Linked DNA regions of Anas platyrhynchos: region 2 is linked to region 1. The links are chromatin contacts, called in public Hi-C maps. All regions are on one chromosome and are shown on one strand. Each heading gives the region's core, a stretch centred on a gene start, on an enhancer-like site or on the middle of the called end of the contact. The rest is flanking DNA. Distances are from core to core; before and after follow the strand shown. Region 1 has its middle 8.7 kb from the start of FDX1. Region 2 has its middle 38 kb from the start of ZC3H12C.

What was found. A called contact is a pair of places that touch in the nucleus more often than the background predicts.
Region 2: a Hi-C map of F1 follicle shows a contact between it and region 1, with 4 times the contacts expected there. The contact joins two enhancer-like sites. A contact is called at or near these places in 4 of 8 Hi-C or Micro-C datasets (F1 follicle, liver, skeletal muscle and 1 more).

What each region holds. Positions count from the first base shown.
Region 1 is chr1:189,371,752-189,378,423 of IASCAAS_PekinDuck_T2T, forward strand. No RefSeq gene overlaps it. Among named protein-coding and RNA genes, the nearest start is that of FDX1, 8.7 kb to the left of the region's middle. Within about 2 kb of position 2,815, at least 3 of the 8 cell types and tissues checked have an H3K27ac peak or open chromatin away from gene starts, as enhancers often do. A contact at or near this core is called in F1 follicle, where this site is marked.
Region 2 is chr1:189,517,105-189,523,375 of IASCAAS_PekinDuck_T2T, forward strand. No RefSeq gene overlaps it. Among named protein-coding and RNA genes, the nearest start is that of ZC3H12C, 38 kb to the left of the region's middle. Within about 2 kb of position 1,382, at least 1 of the 8 cell types and tissues checked has an H3K27ac peak or open chromatin away from gene starts, as enhancers often do. A contact at or near this core is called in F1 follicle, where this site is marked.

The sequences.
Region 1 (6,672 bases), core at 1,565-4,064:
CTAAGGAATTTGGGCAATGTTTTCATTGCTACCCATGTCCCAACTCCTGATAGTAGTTAGACTGTAATTAGAGGCTCCAGTTAAACAAGAAAGACATTTTCTGACTGCACGAGGTTCATGTTGACAATGAATTATACGGACAGATACCCCTGTTGCCTATTGGTGCCCAATTCTCTTCTCTGGATAATGCTGACATGAATTATCAGTAATATATTTTTACTCTCTTCCCAGTCCTTACAGATGTTTCTCAAAAACACATGCAACAAAGGGGAAGCAAAATCTCTCCATTAAGCAAAGATGTTGATTGCTGTAGATTCTGCAAACCCTGCTGTACTGCCACTTGCAAGTGAAGTGAGAAAAGTATAAGGTCCTCCTCTTTACTACTTTGAAAAATGCATCCTCGGATAGCCTGCTAGGAAGGAATGAGTTCATATTTAGTGGTAGACTATCAGTTCGTAAAGAGAAGCAGCTCAATTATGCAAGAGAAAGAGTTTAGTGTAAGATTCTTGCAGAAAGTCTAGTGTACGAGGGCAGTGCGTTAAGGCAGGAGGTTTGTGTGGCCACCAGGAGGCACAGCAAGCTAGGGCTCCACCGTGCTCACACCACTGAACACAGCAGTAGTGAAGGGAGGAGAAAGTTTTCATATGACTTTGCATCCAGAGTAGGAAATGGAGAGATTTCTAATGAGCAAAACTGGGAATGTGGAGAGCTGGCAAGAAAATGAAGTAATAAAATGTGCAGGTGTCAAAAACCTTCTCTGATCCAAAGCTTTAAATTCAAATAAATCTTGTTGCTGCTGTTCACTTTCATTGGAAGACATAATTAGTGTCTGAAAATAAAAATGTGAATCAGTGTATAAAGCAATACAGGGGCTCTGCCTCGTAACATATACATAAGTAGTTGTGTAAGAGACCTTTCCAAATAGATACAGTTACGTACACATGGAAAAGATCCTGCAAACATTTATGCATGTGAATGATCATACCTGTTATATATTAAAAATAATTTAAAAAAGACAGTGCCAGACTTACCAAGGGGTACTCACACATCTGGCACTGCACAGCTTGTAGTTTGTAAGAAGCTTAGCAGTTATGTTTTGCCTCCACCAGTGTGACTGAAAACAATGACCCTCTCTGGCACCCTAGGAGCATGTTTATTATATTCAGAATGTGAACAGAAGTATTTTTAAAGCTGATAAATTTTATATTTTTTGTATTATTTTAACCAAAGCCTTCTTTTCATCATTTCAAAATCAGGTGATCAGCAGCTGAGAATGTAAAATCTAAAATCTGATCTTTTCCTAGGTTGGAAGAGAAACCTGAATATAAGAACACAGAAAAGAAATAAAGAGAGCCCCAAACTATTATTAAAGGCTCATGAGTGTGTTTGTTTCTTTTTTAATGCCAGTCTCATGACTTTCTGAGAGCTGATTTATTGAAAGCCTCGGTTTGGCAATTCTGCGCTTGGCTAGCTTGGGCTTTACCCAAGTCCCCTTTTTTTCTTGGCAGCACTTAAAACAAGCTGAGATGGAGCCTGTGCTCCTTTGTAATCCAAGATTGCTGTGTGCAATCAGGAACCCTTCAGCACAGGAAATGAACAAAGCGCCCCAAAGCCCAGCTGGGGCTGTGGGGGGCTGCTCCTGCATGGGTTTGGTGCATCCGACACGCTCGCCGGTGCAGAAATTTGCCTTTACTTTAAATTGCGCTAGCTTAGCTGGCAGCAACCCGACCGCTGCAGACTCGGTTGCTTTGAGGGAACTCACCTGATATTTCCATTCCTTTATTAACTGCTATTTCCAGTCCTTTAGCATTTGCTCGAGCTGCTGCTCCGCAGTGAGCAGAGGCAGCATGCGGCCACCCCCCGCAGCATCCCGTGTCCCGCTGGAGCAGAACAGCAGCAGCGCCAGGTGGTTTTTGGGAGCGCTCAGCGATCCCAGCAGCGAGGCAGCAATAAAACAATGCTTCCAATGTACTGCACTGCCTCTGCCAGGCAGCTCTTGTTTCAAGGCTGGGGCATATATATTGCATAGGAGGTTTCTCCTGCGCTGCTTTTAGGGCCTTCGGCCAAAGTGCTGGCACAGCGTTGGAGTTAGTAACCCGTGGCAGTACCCAACTGCTGAGGTAGCGCTCTGCCCTATTACTTTTTAACACGCTTCTGTTTTCTGTATATGAGCACGGGTAATGGAATCGGGCAGCACTTGGGTTTTTAAATAGGCCAAATTCTTTGTTTTAAACGGGCGTAGCTGCGGAGCTGGTGGAGTCCTTGCTGCAGTACACCACGCAAAGCCAGGCTCACCACCACGATGCAGAAACCTTGTGCAAAGACGAGTAAAGGATCATCTAGCTCCAGGGTTTATACCCTATGTGATTAAGCATGATGCTTTTAGTAATCCCTTAAAAATCAAATGTCTTTTAAAATTGTGTTGTACCGTCCTGCTCTCACCGACTGGCCGGCAGCTGAGATTTCAGCCCAGGTGTTTGCTGCACTCGATAGCTTTTATGTGTGGGCTGGTGGCTTCCTGAGATGGAAGAAGCTTGAACTGTTCAGCTCTATAATGGAGAAGCAAATGCTTTTCTAGCAATTGCTAGCTGTGTAGCAGAGGGGAGATATTTCCTGAGCCAGCACTGTTGCAGTCATCGCAGGCCAGCCTGCCCGTAGAACCTGCCATTTGTTAGCTGGGACAGCCAACGAACTAGGCTGCATTTGTTCCCTTTTATATCTATCGATGCTGGGTTAATGGGTTAAAGGGTGTGTATGAAAGGCTGAAATCTCCAGCACTGCAAACATATCAACAGTTTTGTTTGAAAGATTAATCCCACTGCATAGAAAACCACAATGTTATCAGACAGCTGAAGCAAAAATGCAGTTTTTACATGTGTTATTGCAAAACACTCCAATTTTACTGATGGAAAAATACTCGGGTTCAAAGACAATGATGCAGAATTCCGTGCTTTTATTTGGGTGTGTTATATTTTAGTATAAGTACAGAGAAGTCAGCAGGTAGGAGAGCACCCCCTATACACCAGGGCTCGACCTGTGGCCCATCTCTCGTGTGCCAGCTGCAGAAAGGCTCGCAGGCAGCCCACGGCAGCCTGTCCCACGCCGATGCAGCCTGGTACCCATGACTGAGCCGTGCCTGCTGTGAGCTAACCCCGGGGGTGTGTTTGCTTCCTCTCGGATCCCCGTGCTCCACCGGGTTTACGCCTGACAGAGTGAATCTGTTCCAGAGGAAGCGTGCCGAGCAGCCGCCAGGAAGCAGCTGAGGTACACTCACTCAGCCCACACGAACCCACAACTCCCCACATCCTCATCTCTGCCTCCGGTGCATCTTCTGCTTTGCAAGAAAATATTCTGGAAGAAATCCTATGTTCTGCACTTTTTGCTAGAGCTCTTCCATCTTGTGTAAAGAAGCATAATAGTGCCAGCTTAGTTTAGGGCAAATGATATGTTGTAATCTATCTTGCTTAATTTGATGATTTATTTATCTTTCTTGTCCTACAGATCTGTCAGTGGCTTTGCACACCATATGGGAAGAATACAAGTCCAGTGGTTTAGATTTCACTGAATATGGAAAAATCTAGGTGGGTTTTTCTGCAAACCAAAACGCGTATGAACAGTCCTTCAAAAACATCAGGACTGCTAGTGAGGCTCGTAGGTCTTGTGAGACTAGCTTTGCTGTCATTTTAACTTACTGCAGGAGAAAGTAGTGAACCTTTGAGTAAGGGATTACTTCAGGTACTACACAAATATTTTTGAGACCGATTGCTGATTATATTTATGTACAATTTAGCAGTTTGGATACCTTCAACGGATAAGGAAAACTGTTGGCAATTAAAAGTCCCTTCCGGGGGGGGGGGGGGGGGGGGGGGGGGGGGGTGAAAATGTTGTGAGAAGCAAATGATATCTGGTTATACTAACACCTAGAAGAAGGTCTGAACCCTTTATATAGAATTATTCTGAAGGGTCGTGTCTTGATGAAAAATTCCAGGAGCGGTTCTCAGCTATGCAACTGCACTAGCAGCAGTGGCACGAGCTCAAGCAGAGACAACAGCAGAGCTGTTCTACCATTTCGAAGCCACTCCAAATAGAAAAGGCGAGAAGAGTTAGGTTATGCCCATGTGGCACGGTGAAAATTGAACACAGAACTCACCTCCATCTCAGTGACAGTATGACTGCTGGCTTTACTTGCAATGTCTGGATTAAAAGCCTCTCTGCAGGCTTTGGGCATATCTTCATTTTCCTTGTAAAATCACCTTAACAGCCTCTGTTGCTGAGTTTTACAGTGTGAGTACTACGTCTTGCAGGATGTGGTGTTTCAGCGTGACCATAAAATTACTAATGAAAAAGACACTTAAGTAGAAATGTTATGTTCTGCTCTGCTACCATTAGCAGGAGGAGTGTGACTAGGCTACTATTGAAAAATGAGCAAGTTACCTTAAAAGCTGGATTCTGTTCTTCCACAGAGAGCTGTATAGCGGAACTTACTGCCATCATAATTTGGTGTACGTGAGAGAATGAATATTAAAAACAGCCTTTGTAAATACAGAGAAGTTTTAATAATCTTGGATGGTACTGTGGCAGAGCCTTCCATGAAGAATGGTAGTACTTTCGAGGATCTTAACAGTTGGCGATTGCATTTTAACATACAAATTTTAATTGGTAAGCAGAGCTGCAAATAGGAATCTAACTCAACATTTTCATGGTCTGTTGCATTTGGGAACAAGGTTTTCTGAGCCCTAACTGTTGTACAGTAACACCTGAAATGAGTTTCTGCCTAAATGAATTTTCCCAAAGCCCGAATTGTGTAGAAGAACTTTCTACCCAAATTAAGGATTTTCTGAACAGTTGTGTAACTTGTATTTCTTACGTTCTCCTAAAGGGAACTAAGAACTGACCTTTCAGAAAGAGAGAGTTTGGAGCAATTATGTGCACTTCAGTAGTCGCTTTGCAACCTTGCTTTATAGAATTAAACCTTAGAGATTCTTCCCCGTTTTTCCTCAAGGCATGTAGAGTTTGATCACTGACATGCTCTCTCTGTGGGCTAAACCTAGTTTTATTTCTCAGACAATGTTGAGCTCATTGGAGCATATAACGTGCCATACTGCATTATGTTAATTTAGCCCGATTGTGTACATCTAACCGTTGTTGTTTCCCAGTGCTGCTGAGAAGATACAAAAATAAAACAAACCCAAAAATATTGTCATCAGAAGTGTGGTGATGGAGAATTGAACTTAATTACTAACTTGTGGTTCAAGCTGGCTTTCTCTTTCAATACCGCATATAAATAACAAAAATATCCAGAAATGCAATAATTCAGGACAAGAAAGTATTGCACTCCCTCTTAGATGCTTGCTGTGTGTTTTCACTTCAGTAACATCCTGGAGCAGTGATTTTCAGTCCATTTTGTTCTCTGATGAAAAGATAACACTTGGTTTCAAATACACTACTTTTCAACTTCATGATCTGCCTCCTCTTGTATTACAAGACTAAGGATATGAAAGCTCATGAACATGTTCTCTATTCTATTTTTATGTTTGCCAGCATTTCACTAGATCTTGATCCAGAATTTCTAGGGATTATTTACTAAAAAGGGACCGAAGCAATACCATTTATATTAGCGAATCCAATGGCTTAACATGACAGAGCTTTGAAACGAGGGAAGTAAAGGAAGAGAAATGGGACAGCAACTACTCTTTCCTAAAGCACAGTAGTAATTTAGAGATGTGCTCTGGTTTCTTAGGGCAGGTGGCAGCTATTTACCCCCTTAGGTAATACTTTATTTGCTGGTACTTTGTGTCAAGTCCTGTGGATTTACCACCTACCTCAGTTTAGGCTGCTGTATGTCGAAATGTCACCGTGCCATTTCAGTTAGTTGCTCCCCGTCACCTGCTGCCCTTTCATCCTACCAGCTATTCCTTTTTGTTAGTCACTCATCAGTGATCGTGTGCTTTTCCACAGGAGATCATGTATGAAGACAAACAATCTTTGTTGCCCAAGGAAGATTTTTTCTCAGAGCTTTCTGTTCCTTTTTGAGGACTTTCTGCATCCACAGGCTGAAAGTGTGGTTTTAGAACAGGGTGACTGCTAACCCTGAGCACATTTATGCCTAATGAGTTTGCCCAGGCTTTTCACATGTTACTGCAATTACATCACTTTTTCAACTTTATAACATTTTTTTCTTGGTGGCTGACTTGACAGGAATAGAACAAAGCACAAACTACAAATAGAAGGTTTCAAGCCTGCCCATTGCTGTTCAGCTCCTTTTCTATGCAAAAGATGACAGCAGAGCACTCAACCCCTCTTGGCTTTCCACTACTATACAGTGCTATTTTTTGTTTGTTTGTTTGTTTGTTTTCCCTCCTAAGCCTCAGGCTTACATGTTTGAATCTCATTTATTACATTTCTTAGGCAAAAAGTTCTAATTCAATCAGATGCCTTTTTGCCTTTTTTTTTTTTTTTTTTTCATGACCTTTCACCATCTCCAAATGTCTTCTTAATTCTGTAGTCTTTTAGGCTCCTGTTCTGTCAAGGAGGAGGAGTGGGGGCAGCTCGCCTAGGTTAAGCCACCACCACTGATCAGATCTGCATGCAATATTTCATCTCAGGTTGGATATTCGTACATCTATCAGTTGAACATTTTGTTGATTATAGGCACATATTGTACTGCTTAAA
Region 2 (6,271 bases), core at 132-2,631, 140 kb after region 1:
CTGATGAGTAATTTCCAAGGAAATGCTGCTGTGTGCAAGGCCCTTAATTCCTGCTCTGGGAGATTTCGCTGGCAGTGATGACAGTGCTTCTTCTGAGGGTCTGGAAACACAACTGGAAAACCATTTATTTGGGGGATTTTTCATTTATTGCATCCCTCCCTCCCTGCTCTGAATATTTTTGTTCCAAAATGCTGCCTGAGGCGTGTTGTGCCTCACAGGAACTGCAATTTTGGTGTCTAGTCCTTACGTTTGCTTTTTCAGACAGTGGTCTCTGGCTAAGTGACACCTTCCCCAGGACGACACATCCCCTGGGATGCTGCGTGGTGGTGGCACGGCTGCTTGCTGCTGAGGAGGAAACACGATATACCATGGGAAACACAGCCCCTGAACAGCTGGGCTCCAGGGAGAAGGGAGCAGAGGGCTTTTATTTCATAGAACCACAGGCTGCCCAGGCGGCTTTTGGGGATCCCCAAGGAGGAGACCCCACAGCCTCTCTGGGCAGCCTGTGCCAGGGCTCCGTCACCCGCCCAGCACAGCAGTGCTGCCTGGTGCTCAGAGGGAGCCTCCTGGGTGCCCGGCTGTGCCCATGGCCTCTTGTCCTGGCACTGGGCACCACTGAGCAGAGCCTGGCTCCGGCCTCTGGGCACCCTGCCTTCAGGGATTTAGGGACACGGATGAGATCCCCCTGAGCCTCCTCTTCTCCAGGCTGAGCAGCCCCAGCTCTCCCAGCCTCTGCTCACAGCAGAGATGCTCCAGTGCCTTCATCATCCTGGTGGCCCTGTGCTGGGCTCTCTCCAGTGTGCCCAGGTCCCTCTGGTATTGGGGAGCCCAGAACCAGACCCAGCATTCCAGGTGTGGCCCCACCAGTGCTGCCTAGAGGGGAAGGATCACCTCCCTTGACCTGCTGGCAACACTTTGCTTAATGCAGCCCAGGATACCATCGGTTCTCTTTGCAACAAGGGCACATGGGTGGCACATGCCCATCTTGATGTCCACCAGGATGCCCAGGTCCTTTTCTGCGGAGCTGAACGCAGCGAGGACATGCTGCACCCTGGCATGCCCGTTGGGTGCCAAATGGGAAACATCCCACACGCTTGTGGCTCTGGGGTGCTGTGAGGAGGGGGTCAGGCCCTTCTCCTGCCCCAAACCCCACCTGCCCCTTGATTTCACGGCTTCAGGGGGCAGTGGGACAGGGTGCCAGGGGCCGGGTGTCTCCCTCGGGGGCACCCTGCGAGGGGCAGCGCCCGGCCGGGCGAGGAAACCCAGAAATTCTCCTCAAAAAATTTTCCTCAGAAATCCAGCGCCTTGCTGGGGACACCGCAGCCTCTCGCAGGGAAAGCTGCAGGGTTTCTCAGCTTTTAGGACGGCTCCTTCTAGCGGGCTGTGGGGGAATGGCTGGCAGCCCCCGAGCTGGCTCTGGGGCTGCGGGGCCTGGAGCCCAGCTGAGGCCCTCGGCAGCCTGCTGCTGGGCTGCCTCGGCCCCACAGCCTCAGGGAGAGGCGGGGATTTTAATCCAGAGTCCAAAATGGCATGGGACAATATTTGCACTTCTCCACAGTCATGCTTTTATTTTATTTTTATTTTTTATTTTTGGTCCTTGTAGTTTTCTAGTGCTACTCTTTGCTCTGCCCAAATTCAAGTCCTTTGTGCTCCGGTAGCTCCCCTAGTCCCAGGGGAGGAGAGGAGGAGGAGAGCAGAGGGGAAGGGGAAGAGGAAGGGAAAGGGGAAAAGGAAGGTGAAGAGGAAGGGGAAAGAGAAGTCAAAATTGCTGGGCAGTACCACTGTAGATGATGCTGACAGAAAGGAGAGAAAGAGCTGAAGTCCATGGGCCCGTGCAGTGCATCCTGCTGAGGTGTTCAGTGAGAAGTGGAATAGTAATTTTAGGGTCATGGGACAATACAGAGAACAGTAATTCACAGAAAAAAAAAAAAAAAAAAAAAAAAAAAAGTAAAAAAAAAAAATATGAGGATGGGGAAGAGAAAAAAAAATTTAAAAAAATAATAAAAAGGAAACCAAACTCTGAAGGCCCTGAGTCACCTAATGTTACATGCACCATCCCTGGAAGTCTTTAAAAGACGTTTAGATGTAGAGCTTAGGGATATGGTTTAGTGGGGACTGTTAGTGTTAGGTCAGAGGTTGGACTCGATGATCTTGAGGTCTCTTCCAACCTAGAAATTCTGTGATTCTGTGATTCTGTGAACTTGTCTCTGCTTTGAGTGGACATTGAACTACATGACCAGCAGAGGGCTGTTGCAGACTAAATCAGTGTGTGAATCTGATATGCTTCTACAGTTTTGCTCTATGTCTGTATTTTAAAACAAACAAAGAAAAAAAATCTCCTTTGGTGATGTGTAGTCTTTTGGGAATCGTGTTACTGGCATGAATCTCATAAAGCTGACCAGCTGCGTGTCTAAAGTACTGACACATCTGTCAGCAGCACTGGCACATCGCAAACATTACCAGTCATCTCTTCCTTGGAATTACAGGACTTTTTCTGGCAGCATTGGGAAAGAAAGGAAAGGCTACGCTGCAGTATCCGGCATTGCACAGGGACTGCATTGTTGAAACTATAATCTAGGAAGCAGAAAAATGTGCTTGCTGATCACAAAACTGAGCCCACGGGGGTGGAAATGAGACTTTTCAGATTTGAGGGAGAAGGACACGGTGGGTATTTCCCGGATCTGCAGAGTTGGTAGCAGCAGTGCTATTCCACACAAGCAAGACAAAGATCGAAAGATTTCCAGGCAGCAAGAAAGGCAGCAAGTGCATGTTCCAGGAATACTTACAGTGAGTAATAGTTGTATTTTGTAAGAAAAGCTGCAAGGTCAGATAGTGCCATCTATTAGCACAAGCAGCACACTGAGGAAAGGCTTAGTTAACTTTTGAAATCAGTCAGACTGGAGAGCATTAAGTGGGGTGACATTGCCTGACACCCCTCCCTGCTGGAAATGTGATCCTGCTGGTTGCTTTGTCCCCCTGGATGGGGCTCACTTGGGATTTCACATGTTTTTTTGAGGGTGCAGTGGCTGAAGCATGTTGCAAAGGTCAGGATGCCTGGCCCAGTGCTGCTGTCCTCCCCGTGCCTGCAGCAGGGTATGGCAGCAGTCCTTCCCCCCCACTTCACATGATTTGAAATAGATGCATGTGCTTTGGTTTACAGAGACATCAAAAAGAAGCACCATTGTGCTTTTTCTGCCTAACCCAGATATAGCTGCCTTCAGCATCACACAGCAGTGGCACTCCCTGCTCACAGAAACCGTATTTGCCCTTCATTGGTTTGAGCATTATCATTGCTTAGGGAACAATAGGAGGAACTTGGCAGAGATTCAGATTTTTGTGAGGGGGCAGCCAGTGCCTGTTCCCCAGCTCTGGGCAGGGTGCACTGCTGAACCAAGAGCTTGAAAAGAAACAAATTTACTGAATTAAAAAAAAAAAAAATCCCCCTAGAAGCAGAATAAAGCAAAGGATTTTTGCTCCCCTGTGCCTTCATATAACCACGAAGCAGAGTAATTTTGTGCAGTTGTGCTCTTCTTATTCTCCAGTCACCTGCTGAATATTTATTACTCTAGCATCTCCTGTGTCTTTCTGTCTGATCATAAACAGCTCAATACGAGTGATTTGAGCATTCATTGCTTTAAACTGAAACCAATAGTTACTGAAAGAAAGTGCTTATTGCACAAAAGTTCCCCAGATTTTCCAGATAAAAGGTGATTAAGGGACAGCTATAACTCAGGGACTCTGGATTATGATAATGACTACCTGCCTTGGGGAATGAGCCATAATTAATCACCTGCCTTGGAGTGATTTGGTTGTAGCTGGCACGTTTCAGCCAAGCTAGCTCCCCAGTGCAGGGCTCCTTTTCCTTCTGAGGGGGGAAGCATCTGCCTGGCCAAGCACAGCATCTCCCAGCTGGGGGTCCTGGGGCTCTGCCAGTCTGCAGGACATCAGAGGGTGCTCTGCAGCAGGTCTGCAAGCTGGGAACCAGGACGGCACATGTTTGCCTGCAGGGAAGGAGAGAAACCAAATGAGTGGAAATGAAGAATAGTCAATAAAAACCCAAAGCCAAAGCCTTTCATTTTTCAGAGGAATTGAGAACTACACAAAAAGGTCAATGACTTTTTTGCCCAAAGCAGTTGGGCACTTTACGCTCACTACTTTTCTTGGTCTTCACAGTTCCGTCAGCATTCATCATTAAGTCCTCCCTGGTCAGATGTGCAGGATGGGCAATGCAAGGAAGGAACCTGGCCTGTGGATGTTGTGCTTGGAGCTGAGATGGAGCTGGAGACCTGTCCTGATTGATACCTCCTGCTGGTTCCTGGAGAGGCAGCACCACAGTCCTGGAGCTGATCTGCCCATGGGCAGCATGTGCTTTCTGGCTTCTGCTGGCGCAGCTCCCACAGGGTGCTTGTCCCAGGCCACTCCTTCAGATCTGGGACCACTCATGTGGTGGTGGCATGGCACACAAATTGTCTGTATGGGGTTGAAAGCAAGTGGTGGGAGTGTCTTTGTGTGCTCCAGAGGGGATCAACCAGCAGGATGGGGTGTGTGCTGCTGCAAAAACCAAAATAGTGTGCCAAGCGGCTAATGGGATAGGGTTTAAAAATGAAAAATGGGATAGGGTTTAAATATTATGTTCATCTTTTTCACCAAGTCAGGTGTAGCACTGAGCCAGACGGGTGCAGTCTGTATCGACAAGGTCACTCTCTTTCTAAGAAGGAGTTTTGTTCATCTATCTGTCTGTTTAGTATCCATGCAACTGTGAAATAGAGCAGCTTTTGCATATTTATACCCTTGTTCAGCCTGCAGCACTGTGAGAACCAAATGACATGATCAGAGAGAAGTTTGCCTACTTAGAAACACTCCAGCAACCCTAACAGAATAAATGTGAAATGAATGTTATCATTTAATTATTTTTAATCAATAGTGTAGAGCTTGGCAAATTCTGCAAAGAAGTGTTTGTCAGTGTTAGCTCAAACAAAAAATGTACTTTTGCTTTGGTATTATTCACCGTCCTTTTAATGGCTCTCTGAGGGTGTGCATACAAATGATCTGAGCTCAGCTGAGTGCGGGTTCAGCATGGAGGAGCCTTTCTCCAGAAGGAAGGATGGACTTGTGGTTGTGCTGTGACTCAGGAGCTCAGGTGTAGGTTCTTAGCAGTGCTGAAAACTTTGTGAGATTGAACAAATTGTCTCTGGGAAGCATTTTAGAGCACCTGTGGGATCAGGCACATGGCCATCAGTTAGGAATTGGGTGCTGGATCCTACCTCGCACCTATCAAACTCTTGCCTTATATGTATCTAAATAGCTTTGATTCTGCTCGTACAGCATTGAGATAATCATATTTCATTTTTGTCATCTACAATTGGTCTCATCCAGTCACACCTACACTGCTATAGGCAGGGGCTGTCTCTACCTGTGTGCTGCTGAGGCTCACAGAGCAACGTCGAGACCCCTGTAGCCACCATTGTAGAGATAAACTTGCATGGGGTGCAAATCTTCTAAAGGCTCTGATTTCTTTCTAGCTGTGTGTCCTTCTGGGCTGGGAGCAGATACACGAAGGAAGAGGGAAGAGCTGCCCATGAGCATGCCCCACCAGGTCCGTGAGATCTGTGTTGGCTTCTCTTGGGCTGTGAGGTCTCAGGCACCACCTCCACCATGGCTAGAAGATCTGAATTCCTTGAGGTCAAGAAAGAGCAAAGTACCTGGCAGGGTGTTTTTTTTTACCCCACAAAAAGAAGCTTGCACACCATATGAAAGAGGAAGGATAGTCTTTGGCAGGGCCAGAGCAAGCAGAGTCTGTGCAGAGATGGCATGGGATGCTCCCAGGGCTTTTGAACCATTAAGGGACAGATTAAAATGGCTTCTGTGGGTAGCAGGATGCGTGTAACACACCTTGATATAGGGGCAAGGTGCATGTCCATATACTTGTTCAAAAGGGACTATGTTGGACAGAAGCAAAGCAAACACCTTGGTATGTTTGGTACCTTTAGAGGTAGAAATGGCAGATTTTGTGGAAACTTCTGTCTTCTCAAAAAGGAATCCAGAATTATTTCCCCTTTCAGGCAAAATCTTTAACCTTTCCATTTCTTCACAGGTTCAAAGGCCAGCACAACTGAAGTCTGAATTGAGGTGTAAGGGTAACCAACACCCTTTCAAGAGCAGATCTACTGTGCCCTGAAGAATAGCGGACCTGGGCTCCCATGAGAGCGACCTGAGCCCAGCTGCCATTTCTCTTGGCTGCTGTGACCTTACACTGTTCAGGCAGTGGTGA